Regions from separate parts of the Ovis aries genome. Here region 2 is linked to region 1. The links are chromatin contacts, called in public Hi-C maps. All regions are on one chromosome and are shown on one strand. Each heading gives the region's core, a stretch centred on a gene start, on an enhancer-like site or on the middle of the called end of the contact. The rest is flanking DNA. Distances are from core to core; before and after follow the strand shown. Region 1 holds the start of LOC121820223 (a long non-coding RNA gene). Region 2 has its middle 15 kb from the start of DACT2.

Evidence for each region. A called contact is a pair of places that touch in the nucleus more often than the background predicts.
Region 2: a Hi-C map of mesenteric adipose tissue shows a contact between it and region 1, with 2.6 times the contacts expected there. The contact joins two enhancer-like sites. A contact is called at or near these places in 6 of 16 Hi-C or Micro-C datasets (hypothalamus, liver, mesenteric adipose tissue and 2 more).

What each region holds. Positions count from the first base shown.
Region 1 is chr8:90,172,546-90,178,502 of ARS-UI_Ramb_v3.0, forward strand. LOC121820223 (a long non-coding RNA gene) reads left to right here and starts at 5,733. Exons shown (of 2, transcript XR_006060708.2): 1 at 5,733-5,957. Within about 2 kb of position 1,461, at least 1 of the 54 cell types and tissues checked has an H3K27ac peak or open chromatin away from gene starts, as enhancers often do.
Region 2 is chr8:90,251,118-90,257,131 of ARS-UI_Ramb_v3.0, forward strand. No RefSeq gene overlaps it. Among named protein-coding and RNA genes, the nearest start is that of DACT2, 15 kb to the left of the region's middle. Within about 2 kb of position 3,629, at least 3 of the 54 cell types and tissues checked have an H3K27ac peak or open chromatin away from gene starts, as enhancers often do.

The sequences.
Region 1 (5,957 bases), core at 211-2,710:
CTCCAGGAGAGAGGTCTCTTTCAGAGGCAGGGGACGGGGGATAGCGGGAGCCTGGGCAGCAGCAGGGCTCCTCCACGCAGGAACGCAAGTGCAGCTGTCCAGTGGGGACCCCAGGGGCCGCAGCCCGACAGGCTCCTCCGTCCATGGAATGTTCCAGGCAAGAATACTGGACTGGGCTGCCATTTTCTCCTCCAGGAAGTCCTCCAGGCACCCTCCAACTTAGTTAAATTTACAAAGCTCATCGCGGTAATGTTAGCCTGTAGGTGGACCAACATCCCCCAACCCAACTCCGCACGAAATAAATTTGCAAACTCGTGAAACACCACCGGCTGGAGGTGTCCCTGCGTTATGTTACATGTCCGGCTGCCCTGCCTGAGGAGCAGCCCTGTGGCTGCAGACAGAGGGAGGAGCTGGTCACAGAGCAGAGACCCCCTCCCCGGCCCCCCAGGAAACTCACCCCACAGGAGACCCTCCAGCCGGCCAGAGCAGCCCCGCCTTCCGCGGCCAAAACCTCTGCTCCTCTCGGTGAGAGCAGGGCTTGCGCCCCGCCTTGGTGCAAAGCAGCGACTGCAGACCCAACCCCGGGGCCTTTCGAAAGGGATGCCAAGGCAGAGATAGACTGGCTTTGCCGTGGGAGTCAGCCGCCCAGAGACGAGAAGCCGGCTAGTAACCAGCTGTCTATTGTGTCTGATGAACCCAACAGCTCTGCACAAAGGCGGTTAACCCTCCGGCACAGCCGTAGCCTCTGCTCAGGAAGGGGCGTAGGTGTGAAGACTCCCGGGCTTCCTCTGGCCCACAGCGAGGCCTGGCCCACGGGGGTCTTGTGCCCCGCAGCCGCCATACGCCTTCTCCCTGTGAATTCACGAGGTCTCAGAATCTGGGATGAGCCAGGCAGGGCCAGGTAAGCCTCTTTCAGGCAATGCTGGCTGAAAACCCAGTGCCTTCTGCTTTGACAACATCCTTCAACTGTAGACGTCCTCATCAGAAAAGAAGCCTCATCTCAGTAACCAGGAAGTTCAAACACTATCAGGCAGGTGCGGACGCACGCTCGGGCCCTCCCCTCGCCCTGTCCCCCCACCCAGCTCTCTGAGGCCCCAGCTGAGGACTCTGATGTGATAGAAAGACCCCGACCTTTGCAGAGACAGACCAACGGCCGAGCTTACACCCCAGGGCGGTGCTCAGCTGGGTATCTCGGCTCCGATCTCAGCCTGTTTCTGCTCAGAGGGAACAATGTATCTCCTCTCAGGGGCCATGGGCCTGTCCAGTGGAGGAAGGTCCTGTCCTGAGGCAGCCAGGGGGAGGATCCACCGAGCCCCAGTCCCAGCCTGGCCCGGAGCCCCCAGAGAGGAGCGTCAAGGGGAGCTCCAGCCTGGCCCCCTACTTGCTCGGTCCTGGCCCCCTCAGCACCATGCTTCTCTCACCCTAATACCCTGGGTCCCCACCTCCCTGGACGGGCCTATCAGTGACCCTTTGCCTGGAGTCAGCTCCGAGTTTTCTTTGGGGCTGAGAGGACAGTGGTGTGAGGTCAGTTTCTGAAAAGTGGCTTCAGGGTGAGACTTGTTCCTTCCCCGTTGTGAACGCTGACAGCTGGAGTGAGGGGGGAGGGATGACCCGGTCACGGTGATGAGCCGTTCTTGTTTACAGCGCGTCTGAGTCCTGTCCTCTCGGGTCTTCCTGGGACTTCACGTCGGGCCTTCCCTCAGTGTGACTGCAGCGTGAGTGAGCTGGCGCTTCGTCTTCCAGGCACTACTGAGCCTCTGACCGCGGTATCCCACGGACACACACACACACACACACACAGACATGTATAGAGACACACACACAGAAAGTTACCTATACACACTCATACACACAGGCACACACACACATACACACACAGACACACACACACACATTCCCGCACACAGACACACACACAGACACACACAGACACACACATTCCCACACAGACACACACACGTGCACAGACACACACATTCCCACACACAGACAGACACACACGCGTGCACAGACACACACATTCCCACACACACACACACACACACGCACAGACACACACATTCCCGCACACAGACACACACACACGCACACACATTCCCACACACAGACACACACACACACAGACACTCACATTCCCACACACAGACACACACACACACAGACACACACATTCCCACACACAGACACACACACACGCACGCACAGACACACACATTCCCGCACACACACACACACACACACACACACACACACACAGACACACACACCCCCACACACAGACACACACACACGTGCACAGACACACACATTCCCGCACACAGACACACACACACATGCACAGACACACACATTCCCACACACAGACACACACACACACACACACATTCCCGCACACAGACACACACACACATGCACAGACACACACATTCCCACACACAGACACACACACACACACACACATTCCCGCACACAGACACACACACAGACACACACAGACACACACATTCCCACATACAGACACACACACGTGCACAGACACACACATTCCCGCACACAGACACACACACACACACGCACACACATTCCCGCACACAGACACACACACACACACACACATTCCCGCACACAGACACACACACACACACACATTCCCACACACACACACACACGCGCGTGCACAGACACACACATTCCCACACACAGATACACAGACACACACATGCACAGACACACACATTCCCACACACACACACACACACACACACACACACACATTCCCGCACACACACACACACACACGTGCACAGACACACACATTCCCGCACACACACACACAGACACACACATTCCCGCACACAGACACACACACACATGCACAGACACACACATTCCCACACACACACACACACACACACACACACACACATTCCCGCACACAGACACACACACACAGAGGCACAGACACACACATTCCCCCCCCACACACACACGCGTGTGTGCTGCTCTTGATCACCACTCTGCCCCTCTTTCTCTGAGGACACGCTCCCTCCCCTCGGGGCGAGGTCAGCCCTGTCACAGGAAAAGCACTGACTTTCCAGGTGGAGGTGGCAGTTTGTGCCGTATCTCCATGGTGTTTCCACCGTTAGAGATTTTCTTTTAACACCTTAAGTCCATCAATCAAGACATAAACTGCACGCCTGTGGGAAGTATGTTAATTGCTCTGTCTAAAAGCTCCCTTCAAATGAGAATAAAAGAAAGCGACTGAGTTACTGAACACAGCAGGCAGGCTTGTTCCTTTTCTCTCCTGCTCTTTTGCACGCAGGAGATATCAAAAATCCCCAGTAATCTCCTTGGCTGCTGCCCCACAGTCTCAGGAGCAAAGCAGCACGCATCACGATACAGCTCACGCAGCCTGAACTGAAAAGCAAAGCTTGCCGGCGGTGAAGCGGCTCCAGCTGGGAGATACGGGACACACACACTCGGCCGGCCACAAGCCATCAGGGCGAGTCCTGCAGTGATGCTGAGTCTCTGGCAGCCACAGACCTGGCGAGGCCGCCCCGGGCTCCGCCTGCTTTGTTTTAACTCTTTTCTAAGTAGAATATGCTGAACGTTTCCAAGCGTGATTCACTGAGGCCCATGGCATCAGAGACATTACTGAGGCGGTGTCGGCTCTCCCTGCAGGCCACACTCTGGCCATAGAGGACACTGGCCTGGAGTTTGCCCAGCGTCCACTCAGTGTCAAGTGCTGGGGTCCTCTCAGGGGCGCTTTAATGTGAGTGTCCTGGGCAGCACCCGTGACAGCATTCATCACTGTCCCCCAGGAGCCCAGCGCCCCCACCCCACCACCCTCCGGGGGCTGAGGAGGAGGTCGGGTGTGCAGCGCGCTGCCTGGGGCTCGGGCTGTAGCCCAGGACCTGGAGCAGACTGTCCAAGAGAGGCAGGCGCATGAGACTCAGCACCAGGAGAGCTGGCCGCTGCTGGGCACCGTCAAGGACCCCAGGGGCGGGGTGTTTGCAACCAGAAGGCGTTTTGGGTAAATTACTTACAGAGATCTCAGAGGAGAAGGCCCGGCATCTCCATGCTTCTCCTGATTTGTAAAATTCCTTTCCTCCTTCCAAATACATTCACTTTGTTTCTATATTTTTATAACTGTGTTATGTTGCTTCAGTCGTGTCCAACTCTTTGCGACCCCACAGACTGTAGCCTGCCAGGCTCCTCTGTCCATGGGATTCTCCAGGCAAGAACACTGGAGTGGGTTGCCATGCCCTCCTCCAGGGAATCTTTCCAACCCAGGGAACAAAATTGTGTCTCTCACGTCGCCTGCATCTGGCCGGTGGGTTTTGTGCCACCAACACCACCTGGGAATCCAACTTTATAACTGGATTCCCCCAAGTTTACAAGATTTGGACTAGGCGATGCCCCTCAGCCTCCAGGGGGACATGGGACAAGAGGGTGTCTCTGGGTTCCTCTCTGAGGCCCTGAAATAGCCTTCGGGCATCTCCTGTGCTCAGACCCAGGGAGGACAGTGAGAGAGGCCACCCCCCACCCCCCACAGGAGTGGGTCCTGCACCGACATCCTGGGCAAGCGGTGGTTCCAGGTCCATCTGCTCAGCAGTCATTGATGTTTGGCGGAGGGAGGAATGTTCGCACAGCCTGTGATGCGGTCCCCTGGGTGATGTGGGCATCCCACTGCTGTCACTGCTCAGGGGACAGAGGACGCTGCCCTAGTCCTCGTGATTTCGCCCACTCTCATTTCAGAATTTGGAAGTGATGAAGCAGTCATACCCTGCGCATTTTTTCCTAGAACAACACCCTCTGTGTTGTGACAGAACACTTTTCCCTACTGTAACTCACGTTTATTTTTTTAAAAAAAGCAAGAGAAAAACCCTCCCAGCACCTTGTGCGAGGCTTCCAGCCCCGTTTCCAGGATCAGCTGGGTGGGTTGAGCGCCTGAGTCTGCTGGATTTCCCCAGGCTGGTGAGAGTCTGTGTCGTCCAACAGAGAGAAAGAACTCCAGCTTATATCCTGGGGCTTGTTTTTCCAACACACAGAGAGAGAAGAGGCTTGACTCGTTTTTCAGTTCAGAGAGAGGATGTGTTTTCGTGGCTTCTCGTTTTCAGAACTCCCAGCTCAGATGCAGAACGTTTATCCATGAGGTTGGTTTCTTCCTGCGCCTCTGCTTTCCAGAAGAATCAAGAGTGAGACCTTGGGGGTCAGAAGTGACATGGGTAGGCCTCAGCTCGGGCTGGCACTGGCCTGGGGCTCCTTTTCATCTTGCAGGTGGAATTCAAGTCCACCGGCAATTGTTGACGCGAGGTCTGGTACTGGACACAGCAAGGGGCAGAGGCAGGTCCAAGCCCATCCCCTGTGCCCGGGGCCCACGGAGGTGGGTGGGAGGTCTGCGCGAGGACCCGGCTCACGGCAGAGTCTCAGGCATCGGGGTCAGGAGGGGCTGGGGGGCGGGGGGCGGGGTGGTGGGTTGCAGTGGGAGAGTGCCTCTTCTCTGGCCCAGAGCACGGAACTCTGATGCTGCTCTTCGCTCCGTGGGCTCACGGAGTGTTCCCAGCGTCCGGGCCAGACCCTGGCAGAGGCGGGTGTCTTGTCTATAGGAGCAGAGCCCCGGAGCAGCTCTGGGTCGGCGGGGGACTGAGGAGCTGGGGAGCGAGGTCAGGGGCAGTGGGGACTGTGGGGAAGCGGGGCTTCTTGCTTCCAACATTGAGAGACGGTGGAAACGCAACTGTTTCTGTAACAGTGTCGTGGGAACCCAGCTGTGTGGGGACTTTCCAGTCACTTTCCCATCACTCCCTGGTAAAGATGAGAGAAGCGAGCAGACAGCGGGTGCTGCAGAAGGGGGTGGGTGCCGCCCGCTTCCCACGGAGGACTTTGGATGGCTTGCGGCTTTCGAGAGCCCAGAGGATGACCTCACGTGACTGGACGACGGTTTTGGGCAGGTGGCT
Region 2 (6,014 bases), core at 2,379-4,878, 81 kb after region 1:
CAGGGATCGAGCCTGTGTCTCTTGTGTGCCTTGCAGGAGATCTTCCCCACCCAGGGATCGAGCCTGTGTCTCTTGTGTGCCTTGCAGGAGATCTTCCCCACCCAGGGATCGAGCCTGTGTCTCTTGTGTGCCTTGCAGGAGATCTTCCCCACCCAGGGATCGAGCCTGTGTCTCTTGTGTGCCTTGCAGGAGATCTTCCCCACCCAGGGATCGAGCCTGTGTCTCTTGTGTGCCTTGCAGGAGATCTTCCCCACCCAGGGATCGAGCCTGTGTCTCTTGTGTGCCTTGCAGGAGATCTTCCCACCCAGGGATCGAGCCTGTGTCTCTTGTGTGCCTTGCAGGAGATCTTCCCCACCCAGGGATCGAGCCTGTGTCTCTTGTGTGCCTTGCAGGAGATCTTCCCCACCCAGGGATCGAGCCTGTGTCTCTTGTGTGCCTTGCAGGAGATCTTCCCCACCCAGGGATCGAGCCTGTGTCTCTTGTGTGCCTTGCAGGAGATCTTCCCCACCCAGGGATCGAGCCTGTGTCTCTTGTGTGCCTTGCAGGAGATCTTCCCCACCCAGGGATCGAGCCTGTGTCTCTTGTGTGCCTTGCAGGAGATCTTCCCCACCCAGGGATCGAGCCTGTGTCTCTTGTGTGCCTTGCAGGAGATCTTCCCCACCCAGGGATCGAGCCTGTGTCTCTTGTGTGCCTTGCAGGAGATCTTCCCCACCCAGGGATCGAGCCTGTGTCTCTTGTGTGCCTTGCAGGAGATCTTCCCACCCAGGGATCGAGCCTGTGTCTCTTGTGTGCCTTGCAGGAGATCTTCCCCACCCAGGGATCGAGCCTGTGTCTCTTGTGTGCCTTGCAGGAGATCTTCCCCACCCAGGGATCGAGCCTGTGTCTCTTGTGTGCCTTACAGCGGCAGGTGGGTCCTTTACCACCGAGCCAGCGCTTGAGCTTTTCTTTGTGTGTAGACAAAGGGGTCTGTTTATGAACCCCCTCCTGGCTTGTGCGATCTCCGAACCTGCTGGGCTGCCCCCCGGCCTTGTCCACCCTGGGCCCGTCGGCCAGGGGAGGCCTGGCCCCCGACGCTGTCTTGCCGGGAGAGAAGGAGCCCTTGTCTCCCTGGGGGGCTCACGCTGCCCCAGCCCCCTCCCCCCACACTGGGCCCTTCGCCTGACTGCCCCTCCCAGCAGGCTGGACCACCCCTCTCCTGGGCCCGCCCTGTCCACAGCCTTGGTGTCTGTGTCTCGAGGTGGCTCTCCCCTGGTTGGCGGAGGCTTATGGGGTGCTCTCTGTTAGATCAGGGCCTGGATCTCGCCACACGCTTGCTGTGACCTGCTCCACGGCAGCCGCGCATCTGTTCAGCTCCGTCTGTGTGTCTTTAGGTCAGAGACAGACAGAGCGAGTGAAAGCATCGCCGGTCAGAAAGTCTGTGCTGCGTGGAGACAAGGCTTTGGCCACACCATCTGGCTAAATCAAGTGTTATTATTTTCAAAAACTTCATTATTTAAAAAAATCATAACGTTATGAAGTCAGCTACATATAAATATTAAAGAATTAATCAGATAATCCGGAAGAGCAGGGAACTAAAGGAAGGGAAATTCTGCCCATAGTCTCCTAACTTTTAGGCTGTGTTTCTCTCTTAATTTATTGCACATTTACTGAGTACTTGGTGAGCTACAGGCCATGGGGTCGAGAAGAGTCGGACGTGACTTAGCAACCAAACAGCTATGCACCAAGCGCTGCGCTTCGTAAACCTCCGTCTGCTTGTTGCTGCGAGGCACCCAGGAGTGCCCACTGGCCCTCCCTGGACACCCCGAAGACACTGACCCTCAGTGACGGACTCCAGGCCCGTGTCAGCCCTGACGCATCGCCACCTGTGTCTGACCCCAGAGTCAGTGTGGGGGACGGGGTCACTGCAGTGTGAACTGCGGGCTCGGGAGTCAGACCTCCTGGTCAGAGTCACTGGACCGAACGCAGGACTTCCACCTTCTCAATAAACAGGTGGCTGAGAATTGTGGGGACGACACCGGCTGGGACCCCAGGACTCTCTGTGGGGAAACCCTGGGTGCTCTGCTTGGTACCCCAATGAGATGGGGCATCTCTCAGGCCAGGCCCAGCCGAGCCTCATGGCTCCCACTGCTTCTGTGGGAGAAGAGCTCCTCACAGCTCGCTTCACTTCTCCAGGGCTTGTCCTACTGACTGTGTGTGGAATTTCCCGGGACACTTCCAGAAACCGCTGATGCGGGCCACCCTCTTCCTCAGCCAGCTTAATCAGGCTGCTGAGCAGGCAGAGCCTGTGAACCGCCCTCGTCTGCGGTCCTTCAGGTGACGCTGCAGGGGTGCGGGGGTGGGCGAGCCCCTGTCAGGGTCTCTGCCTGGGCTTAGAAGCCAGTTCACGAGTCCCATCCCTGCCTCTCAGCTCCAAGCCGCCCGGTGACCCCCACGGGCCTTGGGCGGAGGGGGCGGATCTGTGTTTACCCAGGGAGCTGCTCACGTGTCCGCTCCATGCCCATGGTGACCCTGGGCATTGCCGACCAGATGCCCAGAGCACCTTGCTGGGAGACGAGAATCAGCTCCTAGGCTGGCTGACTTAGTGGGCAGTTCAACGCCAGTGAATTTATCAGTTTCGGTCTTAAAATGTTGTGTAAGCACCCAGAGGCTTTCTAGCAAAGGGTGTGTGATTTTATTCATCAAGTAAAATATGAAACTCTGGGCAGGTCCTCCTCAGAGGGCGTTTCCATTGTCATGGCTCATGGCTCTGTTTCAAGATGAAGCTGTTGATCGTCGGTCTGAGGAACAGGCCAGAGCAGAGCCCGTGCACCCTGATTTACGACAGCTCTGCGCCCCGTCACCTCAGCACCACGCCTGCCAGCGATGGCAACATTCGAGCCCCAGGCAACTGCAGAAGACCACGTGGGCGACGGGCGGTCCCTGCCGACGGCGGACTGCTTGCTCCCTCCCTCACCAAGAACGTGCAGAAACTGTTGGAAGGAGCCAGCAGTGGAGTCAGGAACCAGCCAGAGGCCCTGAATGGGCCACAGTCACTGCTGCTAAGTTCTCTGCTGGTGGGATGTTGGGTCCTCAACGCCTCGTGGAGCGGCTGTACGTGACTTAATAGACAGGAGGCCCTTCCACTTTGCAACCACTCAGTAACTGTCAGAGTCAGTTTTAACCTGTTGGGTTAAAACAACACAGGGTGGTTTTACTGTCCTTGAGAGGATGAAAAATCTAGATGGTAAGAGAAATGATACCAACTGTCATTGGAACATTTACTCTCTGCCAGTCACCAGACCCGCACTTTTAACAAGGTATCTCACAAATACAGGCGAAGACACACAGGAAAACCTAACAGGAGCTGTGTAGTCAGTGGAGGCCACGGGATCCACACGTTCAGAACACAGGCTATGGGGTTTGCGGAAGCCGGGCGGGATTTATCGGGAGTTGATTTGAGCAGAAGGATCTTAGAGAGGAGGCTTTGGGTGACTCCGTGAGCGGCTCCATGAGCCCACCTTGGGAGACATGGGGTGAGGAAGGGCCAGCCGGGGCCGGAGCCCGAGGGTGCGGGGCGGAAGGCGCCCTGCACAGCCTCCGGGGCAGCGGCGGGCCCTGCCTGCGGGTTTGACAGACTGGATCCTCCTTCCCCGGGAAGACACGGGAGTGAGCGCTGAGCCTGCGGGGAAGACTGGAACCGAACAAAGGGCTTAGAATAACTCCTTATCTGGGTTACCTTCTGAAAATAGGGGTCATGACGGGCCCCTGGAGCAGCGGCCGTGACCTCCGACGCCGAGGCGAGAAGCCCCAGGAAGAGCGGCCAGGGCTTCTGCCTGCTCCTGAGCTGCTGGGCCCGCCTCTGCAGCGCCGCATCCAGGCCGGGCCCCAGTACGCGCTCTGGGGCCTGGAGACCCTCGTGGGTGCCTTCAAGGGAGGAGGAAGCCTCGGCACGGAACTGCGGGGCCTGCAGAAAAGCTCTGTGTGCGGACGGGGCTGGAGGAAGGAGGAAGTGTCCAGACACCTCAGTCTGGAAGGGTGGATAAGGGTGGCCTTCCGGGCAGGGCGGGCCTGTGCCGGCAGCAGGTGTGCAGCTGGAGACGCGGAGGAGGGAGTGGGTGTGGCTGACGTCGGTCTCCCTGAGGGTCGGGGGGCGGGGGTGCGGGGGGGGGGGAAGGTGTGGCTGGGGGCGCAGGGCTGAGCAACCTGATCCCTCCTGTGGAGACGTTGACCAGACGTCCGGTCCCCCAGGAGGCTTCGTGGGGGGGAGGGGGCGCCCACCAAGCAGAGGGCAGGCCCCTGGGGGGTCCAGGCAGCCCAGCGGCCCTCCAGCCACCAGAGGATCAGGCAGGTCAGGCTCACCTGGGCTCAGGGACCCGAGAACCCAGACCTGTGTCCTTCTGAGCAGACAGAGGACCCCTCCCCGGGGGTGTGAGCAGGCAGGAGGGGTGCGTGAGTAGGCGGGGGGGGGGGGCGGGGGGGCATGAGCAGATGGGGGAGGGGGGGCGTGAGCAAAAGGGGGAACCCTCCCCAGGGGTGTGAGCAGGCAGGGGGGCGTGAGCAGGCGGGGGACCCCTCCCCGGGGGCGTGGACAGGCGGGGGACCCCCCTCGGGGGCATAGACACTGGTGACTGCGGAGCCCATCCCAGGAGGGGCCCTGGGGAGGGTGCGGCCGTACGCTGCCTGCGCCCTGGGGTCCCCAGTGCTGGGGGGCTGCCCTGGGGCCCCGCCGGCCCCACCTCTGCGCCGGGCTTCAGGTTCTCCCAGGTTAGGGCCCTGCTTCCCTGGTGGCTCAGGCGGTAAAGCATCTGCCGGCAAAGCAGGAGGCGCAGGTTGGGTATGTGGGTTGGGAATCTCCCCTGGAGAAGGGAATGGCGACCCGCTCCAGTATCCTTGCCTGGGAAATCCCGTGGGCAGAGGAGCCTGGAGGGTTACAGTCCATGAGGGTCGCAGAGTCGGACACGACTGAGTGACTACCACTTAACGCCTCGGGGTCGGAGCGGTTGCCTGGGCGCTCAGCTCCCCCGCCTGTGGCACGTGGTCAGGAAAGAGAGAAAGCGAAGTTGCTCAGTCGTGTCTGACTCTTTGCAACCCCATGGACTGTAGCCTACGAGGCTCCTCTGTCCATGGGATTCTCCAGGCAAGAGTACTGGAGTGGGTTGCCATTTCCTCCTCCAGGGGATCTTTCCGACCCAGGGACCCAGGTCTCCCGCACTGCAGGCAGACGCGTTACCGTCTGAGCCACCAGGGAAGCAGATGGCCAGGAGTGGTGTTCAGTTCCCGAAGGAGAGGGGGCAGACGAGCCCTGAGAGGCTGGGAAAGGAAGCCCTTCACCTCCAGCCACAGCTTCCGGGTCAGCGCTTCTGAGTTCTGGAGCCTCCGAGCGGCTGCAGGGGCGCAAGCCAGGAGACGTGTTCAAAATGCGATTTCTGGGCCGGAGGTCAATCCTCATGACCGAGACGCCCCGGGAGGGGCAGCTTAAGCCACATCCTGGGCTCCCCTGGGTCATCTTCACCTTGGCAACGTCTGCTTCCCCATCACCCAGGCCTGTCCTGGCTGCAGACGGAAGGCCGCTAGTCTATCTGTGGGTCGGACGTGAAGGGAGGGGAGTGGGGTGGTGGGGGCAGGGCTGGCTCCTGGGGGAGGAGACACGGGGGTGTGAGCACGTCTGGAGGCAGGTGACAAACACCCTGCCTGTGCCTCTCAGAGCAGCGCTGAGCAGGGGCTAACACAGGCGACGCCCTTGGAGCATCGTAAAGGCCACGACTGTGGCTCAGGGGGCTTCCCTGCTGGCTCAGATGGGCAAGTGTCTGCCTGCAGTGTGGGAGACCTGGGTTCAATCCCTGGGCCAGGAAGATCCCCTGGAGGAGGAAATGGCAGCCCACTCCAGTGCTCTTGCCTGGAGAACCCCATGGACGGAGGAGCCTGGCGGGCTGCAGTCCGTGGGGTTGCAAAGAGTCGGACACACTTCGGATTTCACGGTTCTGCGATGGCGGGTCTCCGCCCAAATCCTGTCGGGGCCCCTGTGCCGCCCCACA